Regions from separate parts of the Rattus norvegicus genome. Here region 2 is linked to region 1. A link is a contact called in public Hi-C data. All regions are on one chromosome and are shown on one strand. Each heading gives the region's core, a stretch centred on a gene start, on an enhancer-like site or on the middle of the called end of the contact. The rest is flanking DNA. Distances are from core to core; before and after follow the strand shown. Region 1 has its middle 23 kb from the start of Tcf23. Region 2 holds the start of Preb (prolactin regulatory element binding).

Evidence for each region. Hi-C and Micro-C count contacts between places; a contact is called where the count stands out from the background.
Region 2: a contact with region 1 is called in a Hi-C map of the A7r5 cell line, with 2.2 times the contacts expected there. The contact joins the promoter of Preb here to the enhancer-like site in region 1. A contact is called at or near these places in 4 of 12 Hi-C or Micro-C datasets (the A7r5 cell line, kidney, liver and 1 more) and 1 of 1 datasets of contacts at active chromatin or transcription factors (oligodendrocytes).

The regions. Positions count from the first base shown.
Region 1 is chr6:31,099,567-31,106,786 of GRCr8, reverse strand. No RefSeq gene overlaps it. Among named protein-coding and RNA genes, the nearest start is that of Tcf23, 23 kb to the left of the region's middle. Within about 2 kb of position 4,431, at least 14 of the 93 cell types and tissues checked have an H3K27ac peak or open chromatin away from gene starts, as enhancers often do.
Region 2 is chr6:31,134,235-31,141,454 of GRCr8, reverse strand. Preb (prolactin regulatory element binding) reads right to left here and starts at 2,698. Exons shown (of 9, transcript NM_001170708.1): 1 at 2,394-2,698; 2 at 1,661-1,850; 3 at 1,190-1,410; 4 at 936-1,016; 5 at 704-828; 6 at 362-535; 7 at 145-217. The coding sequence starts at 2,528. Prr30 (proline rich 30) reads right to left here and starts at 6,434. Exons shown (of 3, transcript NM_001170709.1): 1 at 6,302-6,434; 2 at 6,168-6,218; 3 at 3,921-5,724. The coding sequence starts at 5,366. The coding sequence ends at 4,161.

The DNA of each region.
Region 1 (7,220 bases), core at 3,182-5,681:
AACTGTATCATCTGTATCTGTATCTGTATCATCTGTATCTGTATCATCTGTATCTGTATCTGTTTCATCTGTATCTGTATCTGTATCATCTGTATCTGTATCTGTTTCATCTGTATCTGTATCTGTATCATCTGTATCTGTATCTGTATCATCTGTATCTGTATCTGTATCATCTGTATCTGTATCATCTGTATCTGTATCTGTATCATCTGTATCTGTATCTGTATCATCTGTATCTGTATCTGTATCTGTATCTGTATCTGTATCTGTATCTGTATCAATTGCTACCAGAACACGTGTCACTTCTTGTTTTAAAAAATGTAACATTGTTATTAGTTCTTTAATAATGTCATAGATACATACAAGGTATTTTGATTATTATATTTAGCCCCTCTCCCTCACTCCTTCCTGATCCATCCCTTACCTCATCCCCTCTCAACTTTGTGGTTTGTTTGTTTGTTTGCTTGCTTAACTAACCAACTAACATTTACTGCCTGATGTAATTGTCATCTCAGAGGTTTACTGCCTGTCTACTATCCTAGACCTAATCCTGGAAGCTTCTAGACTCTGACCAATCTATTCCAGGCCTAGACTGTTTTCAGCATCTGAGACTGACTGCTGAATAGCTCATCCTTTCTTGTTCTCTCTGATCTCTAGCTGGCTGGTTTAACTCAGTTGTTCTGGTTCAAACTCCTCTCCAAGATGACTGATGGCTTCTCTTGGCCCCTGACCTTTTGCTCTGCTTGGTCTCAATCTAACGCTGGCAATCTGTTTTAATCTTCTGGCTCCTTCTCATTCTCTGACTTCATTTGTATCTCGCTTGTTTTCTCTCTACAACCTGGATCTCTGTAACTCCACCAATAAAATTTCTTCCTTCTCTTTTTCTCTCTCTGCATTCTCTTTTTTTTTCTTTTCTTTCTTTCTTTCTTTTTTTTTTTTTGGAGCTGGGGACCGAACCCAGGGTTGCAAGGCAAGCATTCTACCACTGAGCCAAATCCCCAACCCTCTCTGCACTCTCTTAAGTACTTTCTCTTTCCTCTCTCTTCTTGTGAGAGTTGGGTGTATCCTATTCTGTCAAATCTTTCTCTGACTCATTACTTTGTCTGTCACTCAATTAGACATCACTTTCAAACACGGGTGCCTCCTTCTACAAACTAACTTTATCTTCATTGTTTGGATTAATAGTGTGTCTATACTCCAGCCAGAGGAATTAAAGGTGTGTTCTAAGGCTTAACCACACCACAACTAGAAACAACTTTTTTCAGTAAATAACACAATCTCAGGGTTCACAATGTGATCACGTATCATGCCATTACCCACTGAGTACAGTTTCTGTTGCCCAAATCTTCCTTTTCATTTTGTTTTGAAATAGTCTCATGTAGTCCTGGACGGCCTTGAGTTCCTGGTGTTTACACCTCTCTCTTCTGCATACTGGCTGGCAGGTATAGACCACCTCATAAATCAGCTCTTCTCTCTCTTTTTTTTTTTTTTTTCTGGAGCTGAGGCCTGAACCCAGGACCTTGCACTTGCTAGGCAAGCACTCTACCACTGAGCTAAATCCCCAACCCCCCTTATTCAGACACCAGAAGAGGGCAGTGGATCTCATTATGGTTGTGAGCCACCATGTGGTTGCTGGGAATTGAACTCAGGACCTCTGGAAGAGCAGTCAGTGCTCTTAACCACTGAACCATCTCTCCAGCCCAAATCAGCTCTTCTTTAGTCTCCGTCATAGATCCAGCTTAGAAGACCGATATTATTTCCCATAAATAAATAGAAAGGGGTTGGGGTCTGGATTTAGTTCCCGGCAACCACATGGCAACTCACAACCATCTGTAATGGGGTCTGATGCCCTCTTTTGGTGTGTCTGAAGACAGATACAATGTGCTTACAAAAAGTAAATAAATCTTTTTTAAAAGAAAGGAAGAAAGAAAGAAAGAAAGAAAGAAAGAAAGAAACAAAGGAACAAAGAAAGAAAGAAAGAGAGAAAGAAAGAAAGAAAGAAGGAAAGAAAGAAAGAAAGAAAGAAAGAAAGAAAGAAAGAAAGAAAGAAAGAAAGAAAGAGGGAGAGAAAGAAAGAAAGAAAGGGTTTTCTATGGACCCAGGTTATTGGACCCAGGTTATTGGGCCTATCTCAGAAAATAAAGGTGTTTACCATTAGATGTTTTTCTGTCCCCAGGGTGACACTTTTTTTAAGTAGCGTTGTCACGTGGCTTCCCATCTGGCAGTCAGAATTCCCAGTGCTGATTGGGCTGAGGGCCAGAGTTCATGGGGTCTGACAAACAAGTGGTTTTCCCCTGCCCCTCCCAGAACTGTGCCCATATGGGCCGCTCACCGCCCATGGAAAGGAGTTGTGGGTTTGAGTCTGTCCATGAGTGGTACCAAGTATTCCGTATTCACAGTCTATAATCAGAACCCGGAGATATAATTATCTCTGTAGAAAAAAAAAGGCTTAAAATAGTCCTGAAACAGTACCAACTCCCCAGACAACATCCCCACTCCCCCACCGTTTCTTTGGCACATTGATCTATCCTGAGTGGGCTTGGAAGAGACCAGAATACTCAACCAAGTCTTCTACAGAGTCACCAGGGTCTCCAGAGGTGGCAGGTACCCCACTCTGCAGGTGTGCCAGAGCCAAACGACATCGAGCGACGCTGTTCAAGGCTTCAGATCACACAAGTGACAGCTGCAATGTACTGTGCCCTGCACACAGATCATATTTAAAAACTCTGTCACTGTACATTGTCACCAGCTGGCCCCGAGAATTTGGGTTTTATCCTGTGATATAAAACTGTGATCTTGACTAAATGTCACAGCGCTAACGTGGGATCCCAGCTCTTGGGAGACTGAGGTAGGAGGAGCCTGCTGAGAGTTTGAGGCCAATCTTATTTACATACTGAATTCCAGGCTAGCCTGGGCTACAGAGTTTGTGATTTTGGATCTCTGGATCTCTCAATACCCACCTGTCTCTAAGTCTCACTCCCACATTCCCTCCCCACCCCATCACTTTTATGCTTATCAAAAGTCTGGACCCTCTAGGTCAGAGCTTTGCCTCTTTAAAATTACATTTGTTCGTTTGCCTTGTGTGCACATGTGTGTATTTGAGTGCACGTGCACATGCCATAACACATGTGTGGAGGTCAGAGGGCAACTTGGAGGAGTCTGTTCTCTCCTTCCACCTGTGGGTCCTGGGGATCAAACGCAGGATGTCAGTGCTGTGACCCACGGAGCTATCCCAAGCAGAGCTTTCTTGACTGATGATTTAGACAGTCCTGTGAGGCAAGGCCAGCCATATTGATTGCTATTTGGCCCTACAGCCTTTCTGCCAGCAGAACTCTGGTTGTCAGGTGTGGTCCCACAATGGCTCAGAAAGGCTGGGTATGTCTCCCAGTGGGGCCGCCACGTTTAGCAATTACAATATAGGGTACAAAGGTGGGATATAGCTCAGTTGTGGAGGGCTTGCCTAGCATGAACAAGGCCTAGGGTTCGATCCCCAATACAGCAAGGAGGGAAAAACATACAGAGTATCCAGTTAAAACTGAATGTCAGATAAACAAGAAATAGGGAAATCGGGCGTGACAGTGCACACCTGTAGTCCTAGCACTCAGGAGGCAGAGACAGGGTGATCAAGAGTTCAATACCAGCCTAGGATACATAGCAAAACTGTCAGACAGAGGGAAAGAAGAGGAAGGGAGAAAGGAATAGAAGGGTAGGGGAGAAGCAGCGGAGAAAGGGACAAGAGGGGAGGAGAGAGGAGGAAGTCCTCTTCCTCAGGCACTAAGAATGAACTATGAGGTGGTCAAAGAGTCCTCACCCTTTGTGAGGGATGGATCTGAGGTGTGGGCACGGAACACAAATCTAGCTTGCTGGAGCTGAGGAGAAATCCACTGGGGGCCTCTGGGAAAGACTTTTCTCCAGATTAAAGTTAGAATGGAAGAAACAAGTGCATTGTGGGAGGCTTCCTGCCTTCAGTGACCTTAGGGTCTTAGGCACTGCAGGGGCCATCTTGTCACTAGGAGAGAAAATCCTGATAAAGTCAGAGAGTAAGTCAGGTGTCTGTCTGTCTGTCTGTCTGTCATAGTTCAGCAGTTCTGAGGTTCTCTCCCGGAGACACTTTGTTCTGTGACATACTGAATCTCCTCACTGTGGGAAGCACTTTCCCTGATTGCTGGCCACACCCTAAGCAGTTCAGCTGACTAGAAACGGGAGGGAGCTGGGTCAGCAGGTGTTAACTGGCCTGCGGTGAGCAGGCTCTGAACTCAGCCAAAAAACCTTACCCAGCCATAGGCAGGGCGCTTTCCTTGTGAGGTCTTCCTGCCTGTGGCTGTTGTGTGGGTCCTCACACTTTAGGAATAACAGCAACTCTCCAGACTGTGAGGGCGTAAGAGTGAGAGAGATTTGCTTCCTCAAACGGGTTAGCTATTTTTGTTACCCGTTCTCTGTGTCTTCAAGGTCATCCACAGCTTTAGAGAGCTGAACTGACTATACCAGGAAGTGCTAGGCAGGCAGGCCAGCATGGAGGCATGAGTGGACGCTATTTAACAACTGCGGGTGTGGAAAGAGGGACCTTCAGCCTCGAGTGAGGCTGGGTTTGGTGACCCCGAGGTTACCTTTTATGGTGTCTGTGCTTTCTCTTTTGATCACAGCGTGGAGTGTTTCATAAAACAGTTTTGATGTTTGTGGAGTGTTTTTACTTTAATGTGTTTGTCACAGTTACACCTGCAGGTGTAGAATTCATGTCAACAACTCCACAGCTTTTCCTTCTCTCCTTCTCGGAAGCAACCACAGGTTATCAGTTTGTTTTCTTCTCTTACACGTTGTGTGCCAACCACACTTCCCTCTCCCCCTCCCCTCTTAGGTTATCCTTTTTTGTGTATGCTTCCAGAGTTGTGTAGGCCTTGGGAAAGGCATGCACTTATACACAGCTCCTTGTAAATGTTTTTTGTTTGCTTGCTTTTGTTTTTGTTTTGTTTTTAAGTGCTGGAGATGAAACCCAGGGTTTGATATGAACTAGAAAAGCGAGTTATATTCCTAGCCTTAGAATTCCATTTTCTGGGGGGTGAGTGATCAGAGATGGGTATATGAAACTAATGCATAGCATTCCTTTAAAAACCAGTTATTTATCTATGTAGTGTGTTTGCATATGTGTGCGGGTACACGTGCCAGAGACCAGAGGACAATTTGTGGAAGCTTGGTCTTCCTTCCATCAAGCAGATGCCAGGAATTGAACTCAGGTTATCTGGCTTCATGGAAATTGTTCTTTCCAGATGAAAGGTCTCCCAGCCTGGGACACATAGTGTTTTACTGAGTGGGTGTGTCACGGCCTATGAGGCAGGGCTACAGACTAAGAGCTCTCACTGCTCCAGAGGACTTGGATTTGGCTCCCAGCACCCTCATTGGGTGACTCCCAACCATCTGGAACCAGGAGAACTGGAGCCCTCTTCTGGCCTCCGTGGGCTCCTGCATACATGGGACACACATAATTGACACATACGACCTTTAATGCAAGCACTTGGGAGGTGCATCTCTGTGAGTTCAAAGCCAGCCTGATCTACAGAGTGAGTTCTAGGTCAGCCAGGGCTACACAGAGAAACCCTATCTCAAAAAACAAAAGCAAAAACAAACAAAAAAGCCCCAATAAAATCTACAAACAAATAAATAAAAATAATTTTTAAAAAAGCGTATTAGCCAACTCCTGTTGACAGTCTAGAGTCCATGTTTTCTGGCTGGCCAGCTCTTTCTGAACACTTCTAATGTTTTTGCTTTTGTTTTGTTTACTTGGGTGTTTTGTTTCATTTCTCGGTGTAACATTGGCTGTCCTGGAACTTACTCTGCAGGTCAGCCTGGTCTTGAACTCATGAAGATCCACCAGCTTCTGCCTCCAGAGTGCTGGGACTAAAGGCATGCACTCCTAGCACACCTTAGCTGCAAACCCTTCCACTGCCCATCTGCACCCAGAGTCCTTGGCTGAAACAGAAGTAGAACCCAGAGGAAGGAGACTCTATGCAGACTTCCATTTTTTTCTTTTCTTTTCTTTTCTTTTCTTTTCTTTTCTTTTCTTTTCTTTCCTTCTCTCTTTCTTTCTTTCTCTCTTTCTTTCTTTTTTTTTTTTTTTCCGGAGCTGGGGACTGAACCCAGGGCCTTGCACTTGCTAGGCAAGCGCTCTACCACTGAGCTAAATCCCCAACCCCAGGGCCTCCATTTTTTTGGTAAAGGTGCCACAGGGTTTATGTGAGCACCTCCTGCACAGTCAGCAGAGCTGGCACCATTAAGAGCGGCAACCAAGTTCCCAGTGTCTGTGCTTATGATGGCCTGGAGCTCTTGGGCCCAGGACGATGTTCTGGACCTTTTACTCATCAGGCTATTTCTGAATGTGGTTTATAGCTTTATTTACGGGGTCAGCACTGAACCTGCTCTTCTGTCCTTCCAAGAATTATCTTCATAATAAACAGATTTTTAACTCTTCAACCAGTTACACCTGCTGCTTGCAAGCAAGAGCCCTGTCTGAGCTAGGCTCCCCCCCCCCAATTTATTTTTGTAGGGGGGAAAGTGTCTGATGATTCTCCTTGCCCATATATTTCAGTGCCACTGTGTGTAAATCTAGGTCGTAAAATGCTAGCACACTGGGGCTGGAGAGATGGCTCAGAGACTGTGGAGCACTTCTTGCTCTTGTAGAGGACCTGGAGTTCCATCCCCAGCACTCAGGTCTAGAGGTTTACAACAGCTGCTGGGAGTCGGGGGATGGAGAGAAAGTGAAGCCTTTTGAGTAAGGATCAGCAGTGGAGGTCTGACAGCAGCTACAGAAAGGGGGAGGTCTTCAGAGAAAACAGTGGAAGAGCCCAGATCTAGAACAAGCAAGCTTCAGTTCTCTTTGCTTCTACCTCAGAAGTCCCGGGTTCAGCTGTCCCATGTTAACAACCACCTTGAATTAATTCCAGCCCCAGGGTTCCAGCGCCCTCTTCTGGCCCATGTGGATACCTGCACACACACTCACCCAGACAAATGCACGTGCATGTAAATGAAAATAAATCTTAGAACAATAATTCAAGTTAAACAAATGTCCTACATCTGGGCCTGCTTGCCCCTTGGAGGTTGTCAGCTACAGCACAAAGGAAGTCTAAGGTTAGTGTCATCCATATTTTGGTATTGGGGACCCCCTGTGGACAATCCAGACAGAGCAAGGGCTCTTAGAGACTGTCAGAAACTCAAGAGCAAAGATCACA
Region 2 (7,220 bases), core at 1,449-3,948, 36 kb before region 1:
GAGGAAAGCCTAGTTGGAGGCTCCCTTCTGGGAGGCATGCTCCACTGTCCTAACAGGCTTCCCCTGGGCCATTTCCTTCCTGTTTAATCAGGACAGGGTAAGCTTGTAACCCTCCCATAGGGTTGTGCCAACCACTACCATTACCTGGAGAGAGAAAGCTATGTAGATGGCGACAGAGCCAGTGACCGTGCCTAGGCCTAGGAAGGTACCCGATTCACTGTAACAACAAAGGATTCATTGTTCTGGGAGCTTGTGCGGAAACCTCCTTTCCCCCAGTAGTGGTCCTCAAGAGACTGAGTCAGAACTCATTCCCCGGCTCCCTCAGGCGCCCACCATCCAACCAAGCAGTAGGACTTCACACCTGACAGTGAGGCAGGAAATGACTTCATGGCCACAGGACCTGGTCTGAAGAGGCAAGAAGGTGGAACTGTCCCAGGCTGTGAGGTAGCAGGGTGGGGGCTGTCGTAGGCGCTTGTGGGGTATCTGCACTGTGAAGAGTCGCAGCCCACCAGGCTGATCTGGAACCTGCCCAAACCTAGAGGCCAGGCAAAGGCTTTCAGTTCCTGTCAGCCCTCAGGTTTGTGCCCTGCACCCCGTCACCCCTGGAACAACCTCCAATAAGACTCCAGCCATCCCCAGCTCCTTCGGTCCTTTCCCACTCCCCAATGAGGTGTGCCTGCCAGCCACCCTGGGACCTGCACACCTGCAGGCCTGGTAGCGGTACGGTGTGTTAGAAGAGGTGGGTCCATTCTCTTGCCACTGTAGCTGTGTCACCAGTTGATCCTTCTGCCACACGGAGGCCTTAAAGTCCCAGCCCACAGTAACCAACTGGGGAGGATCCCAAAGATGGACAGTTAGGACATCCACACACTGGGCAAGCCGCCCATAGGCTCCCCCTTTCTGCACCAGCGCCCCACACCCCCCCACCTCTTCACCTTGCCATCAGGACCCAAAGCCAAATCTCCAATCTCCCCTTCGTGGGCTTTAAACTCCAGAACTTTCTCTAGGCTAGGTACCTACAGCCAAGACAGTACCACAGTTACCGACCAGACAGCAAGAACACTGCGATCCCCATCCCTCTTAACCCAGTGGCCATTCATAAATTTCACAGAATGCATATGCAGATTTTCACAGTTTTGGTGCTCTTGCAACTGACCCTCACCCCTCCCACAAGCCCCTAAAACCACACCTTCCAGACACGAACATGACCGTCAGTTCCTCCGGTGGCAAGCAGGGTGTTATCATGGTTGAAGCACACAACTTTCTGCAGCGGTTCAGTGCTGAAGTCTGTCTGTACTGCCTCCAAATTCTTTACTTTGAGCTCAACCCCTTCCGGGTGAACTTCCGCTCCCGATTTCTTCTCTGCTGGAGCTGCCCCCTTCCTCTGCCGAGGCCCCTGCTCCTTGGAACCTGCAACACAAACAATTTCCCAGGATCCAGACTTCTTTGTTGTTTAAGACAGGGATTTGCTAGGTACCCCAGGCTAGCCTTAAATATCCTCTTGCCTGTACTCCTAAGCACTGATATTACAGGTATGCACCAATCCTAGTGCCAATCCCCTACTGACCCGAGGACAGGCTTTGATGTTACCATCACCCCACATCTAACCTCTCGGTTTTAGAGACTAAGATTTAGAACGACTTTTCCCAAAGCTCCTCACCTGACTTCTCTGCTTTACTGCCCTTCTGTTGATGGATCTGGAAACGAAGAAGCTGACACTGGGCATCCTGTCCAGCAGCAAGGATGTCACCAGCCAGCGCCAAATTCATAGTGGCCCTTGTCTCCGTGTCATGAGAGTGCAGCAAGGAGGCGCTCAGGCACCCGCTGATCTGCTCTAGCTGCAGAAAATGCTGTGAGGGAACCAAAGTGGGCAAAGTTCAGGCCAGCTCCGGAAGTCACATTGTGTCCTAGTCTCAGTTGAAGCCTTTGCTTCCCGCACCTCCAGCTCATGTTTTTTTGTTTGTTTTGTTTTGGTTGTTGTTGCTTAGAGCTTTATTCTCTTATTGGAGCTTCCCGATTCGCACAGCAAAGCAGGGCTTAGATTACTAGGTCCGGTTTACAGAAAGAAAAGAATCCAGTCTCCAGCTGCTTGAGGACAGACAATGTGCCTTCCTGGAAAAGGCCAGACAGAGTAAGAGCCCTGGACCAGCTCCCGTAATCCGGCGTGGATGGACAGTCCAGGCTTCGCAGACCTGCACAGCTTTCAGTCTAATTTTGGTTGTCTCAACCGCTCTGCTCAGGTGGAACCAGCACCCGAGCGGCAATGCGGGGTGCTCTCACTAGAAATGGGCAGGGTCTAAAGCAGGGGTACGGCTCACCTCTGCATCCCCCGGCCACCCTGGAATCGCCCTCGGCCACGGTATAACCTGTTCCCAGTGGCCTTGCGTTCTCACCACGCCATTCTTTATGCCGGTCTTGGCAGCTCCTCCTCCGCCCGCAGCGATGAGCAGTCCAGTCTTGGGGTCTATCCGAAGCGCGTACAACGGGAACGGGGCCCGGTACAGCTCCACACCCCGGCGCCGGCCCATCCTGCCCGCACGTTCACTGCCAGCCCGGAGGAACCCAAGACATGCCGCGCCCCGCCTCCAAAAGCTGCGGAACTTGGTGCTACAGTTTCCCGGAAGACTGGCGACCCCTCTCAGCACTGTGGATTTGCCACCACTCTAATCACCGCAGGTAGCCGATCTGCGCTCGCGCGACCGACTGGGTCTCGCAGGCGTTCAGTGCGCACGCGCCGCGCTCCTGGGCTCTCTCTGCGCAAGCGCAGTACGCCAATCTGCGTCAGCACTAGCGGGACGCGCTGTCACGGAACCCTGGCTTCGGATCCGGTTCCTAACCTCGAATGACGGCGTAGCTGCCATCTTTGTGTGGGGCGTGGGAGGTGGGACTGGAAGAGACTACTGAAGATCAGTAAATCTTGAATTAAAAAGTTCTCGGACTGGGACGGCCCCCACTTCAGGAGAGATACACAGACTCGTACAAGCGGGGCCTTTATGTGTTACTCCTGGGAGGAAGTGATTTCTCCCGGCTCACGGCGAGGGCAGACTCCCCAAAACAGATTCACTGCTTCCTAATATCCTAATATGAAGAATTCAGTACCCATTTTGACACTGTCCTCCGCGGCTGATTGGACCCTTTCTTACGACTTGACGTCCACTTCTGGTTCTTTTTTTTTTTTTTTTTTTTTTTTTTTCGGAGCTGGGGACCGAACCCAGGGCCTTGCGCTTCCTAGGAAATCGCTCTACCACTGAGCTAAATCCCCAACCCCATTGACGTCCACTTCTGGAACACAGAAGTTACGTGGCGGTTGCTCCCCGACAGGTGTCTTCTATGTGCTGTCATATGTGCCTCTCCTCTCCCCTCTCCTCCCTCTCCTCTCTCCTCCCCTCTCCTCTCCTTTTTCCTTTTTCCTCCTATCCTCCCCCGCCCCCGTGTGTGTGTGTGTGTGTGTGTGTGTGTGTGTGTGTGTGTGTGTGTATCCACTGAAGACAGAAGAGGGCGTTGTATCCCCTGGAACTGGAGTTACAATTGTGACACTAAGACAGTATCTCTAGCTCTTCTGAAGGAGCCTTCTAGTTTCCGATCTGTGCATGGGATACCTGTGTACGAATACGTTGCTAGCAATCTCCTTTCCTGTGAGGAAAATGATTTGCTACATCCTTGTCAACCCAGGCTTCTCCCTGGAGAAATAGACCCATTAGCCTAATCTTTGATTCTAATTATCTGTCCATAGACTTGAATTAAACTCAAGAACCTTGTAGAGGTCTCTAAGGGTCTCAGGTACTAGTGTGTACTCAAGTGCGTAGCACTTGGTGACCTTAATCCTTAATCCCTCAGTCCCCCAAGCCTTTTGTGAGACTGGCTTTATCCCATAGCCATCAATTCCATCCTGTGGGCATAGTAGACACAGCACAAGATTCTCAGGGTTAGGCTTTATTGGATACACTGAAGGCTGAATGAGGCCTTGGGCCTCTGGTCTCTTCAACTAGGGGAAAGCAGACTCCACAAGGGGTTCCCAGGGTTCAGGGCAGGAGAACACACCTGGCTTCCGGCCAGCCAGCCCTTCAAGGTGTCTCTGTGGCTTCCCAAGGTCTGAGAAGTCCTGGTAGGGAGGGTAGGATTTGGAAGGGGTGTTCCAGAGGGTCTCCGCTGCTCTGGAATTAAGATGGCGACTTTCGAAGAGTAGACCCTAGGGGCACAGACCTCTTTGAGACAGAAGGCCTGGACTTTGGGGACGCGCTGGCCTGTCTTGGTGCCTGAAGTAGAGGCCTGGAACACTGGCTGGGCTTTGGTGATTGAAGGTTTACAGACCGGAGACTCCCGGCCTGGAAGAGTGTGCCGGTGATTTGAACTGATGCCTGGGTTGCAGGCTCTTGACTCTGGAGGACCTCTTCCTGAGACCCTGCTCCCTCTGGATTTTTCTTTGGCAGTAGATGCAATGCCTTGGCCTGGCCCCGGGGCAGGCGGAGGCCGAAGCCAATGCCTATTCGGAGAGGTCCAGGTTCCTGGCCCTGGGCACAGGGCAGTAGTTGAGGGAAGGCAAGCAGCCGGGGTACAGTCTTGTACTTGGGGGTGGGGCAAGATGGGGTGCGGGGCTGGAGGCACACTAGACATATGGGGTACTCCACGACTGGAGCTGGGCCGGTTGTGCCTAGCCACAGGCGCTGCAGAAACTGTAGCTGCAGGTCTCGTGCAATTCTGCGGTGCCCCACATGGACCACCAGGGCTTGGGCGAGGGCCCCTGGGTCCTTGAATTCTGCAGGGTCCACCTTGCTTGGCACACATCCCCTTGCCACCCCAGAGGACCTGATGTTTTTGGATTGAGGCCACTGCCATGCTTGCTTGTGACTCTGGATCCCTCGAGAAGGTACACCGGGGCTAGGGGAAGTGATCGTGGAGCTTTGAAAGTCCTGGAGGTGGGAAGGGGACTGGCAGGGGTGAGGAGAGGAATTTTGTAGCTGGGAAAGAGAGGAGGAGCTGGTGAGAGGTGGAGAGAGACAGAGCTGATAGTTCGAGGGAGAGGTGGAGTGTGGGGAGGGGTGTTTTTCACCAAAGACAGTATAGTTTGTGCGAAAGCAAGAAGAGGATCTTGGGAGAGAGGAAGAGTAGGGAAGAGGAACAAAGTCAGAATTTGAGTCAGAAGAGTATAAGTGAGGCCCAGGAGAGCGGGTCTGTGTCAGAGAAGAGAATAAATAAGTCTGTGTGGTGGTGGGCAAAGGAAGGTGGGGAGAAGGGATGGTCTGATGGGAAGCAAGAGATGCTAGGTTGGGTGGAGGGGAGCCGACAAACTGCGAGAGGACCTGAGGGGGACACCCTGGGGGTACTGCGTTCTGTAGCAGCACCTGGTCCTTGTTTTGAGGCAACATTGCCTTGAATCCAGGAGAGAAGTGGTTGGGGCAACAAGACCAGTGAGTAGAGATCTAAGAGTCAGCGTGAGGATCTCTGACGCCAGCTGTGGCTGGTGGTCAAGGCTGCCTTCTGTGCACAGTGTGGCCACAGCAGCCTCGTTCTTCTGCAGGCATCAGCAGCAGACCAAGGGGACACGCAGCCTCTCTACCTGGGTGTGGCGTGCTCAGTCCAGAGCCTGCATCTAAGCTTGGCTCTTCACTTTCCCTTAGCCATTCGCCAGGGATGTATGGAGAATGTGAGCTGTCCTTGGGGAGCTGAGGGACAACTGTAACTATTTGGGGAGAATCAGGAGGAAGAAAACACAGTCTGTAGGACCTGTGGAGAAAAAGACAGGGGTCAAAATGTCGGGGGTGGTTGGTCCACTTCTGGATTCTGCTTCTGGTGCTCATTTCGGGTGTGAACTTGAGACCCTCGGTGTGAGGACTTTGGGTGTAGCACAGCAGGTAGATTGTTTGCCTAGCATGCTCGAAGTCCTTGGTATGATCCCCAACACCATGTCAGTGGGACATGCTGGCACAAGCCTGTAATCCCAGTGGGAATATAAGGAGCTCGAGGCTCGCCTGGGCTCCATGAGTCTGTCTCAAAACAACAAAGACACTAGCAGTCTGTCACCTTTGAAGTCAGTCAATCTGGGAAGGTGCTCTAGGGGAGGTTAGGAAAATGGAGATTATGGCTGGAAGGAGGGAGGATTGAGGGGAAATGGGCAGCAGGGAGGGCCAAGATGGGAAAGGAATGGAGGGTAATAGACAGTGCTTTACCAGTGTGCTTTCCTTCCACCGTTTCGAAAGACACTTCACCAAATAGGGGACCTGGAAGAGAAAGCAGAGTCACGAAACAGTCTGTCCACCCTCCTCCCCGCCTCCAGTCTCTGACCCCCTAAACTGACTCTCACCCAGCATTCCAGTCTGAGCAGTGCCCTCAGTCCTTTCTCTGGTACACAGAGCTCTTCTGTGGTACAGGGTTCTGTCCTAATCCTGACACACAGATTTTGTAAGCATCCTGGTTTCCTGGCATGCTGGTTCCCCTGGACTCTTGTCACCCTTAACACTGGAGTCCTTCTCCCTTAGCCTGGCCTTGGCCGAGAAGGATTATGAGAGTCAGTGGCAGCAACAGTAGGGCCAGCTGGTAAAAGGCTCCAAGAGACCGAGGCTTTGCCTAAGGGGCGGCGTTGCCGCCCCCAGTGGGAGCTGAGGGTCTCATTCCCTGAAAGCAGCTCTCTCTCTCTGGCATCAAAAGCCTATGTCACAGAGGTCAGATGATGACATCATAGATTCTGCCTTCTCCTCCCTGTCAATGCTCTGGGTCTTTCTCAGGGACAAAGCGAAGGCTGCTTTGGTAAAATTGTCAAGTGGAATTGTTTGGTGCACACCCACAAACCTAACTCTTCCCTGTGTACTCTTAAAATTTACAGTTCTCACCACTCTGTGTGAGGGAGGCAGGGCTGGGCCTTCCGATGTCCTCATTGGCTCACTGTCTAAAGGAAGTATAGCTGTGGAAAGTGTTCACATCCTAGGGATGCAAGGACCATGATCTGACGATCGTTTACATTACAGTGTTTGATGTTTTTTTGCTATTTACAACGAGCCCCAGTCAATTGTATATGAATTTATACTACCACGATGTCCGTTGGGCCCTTAGTCAGCTGATCAAACCAGGTGGTCAGAAAGAGGCTCATCTACTAGCCTTCAGGGAGGAGCGAGGGACTTGACACTGAATTCAGTCACCAATGGCCAATGTGTGCCCATATGATGAAATACTCATTTAAAAAAAAACCCTAAATGATAGGGTTCAATGAACTCCTGGGTTGGCGT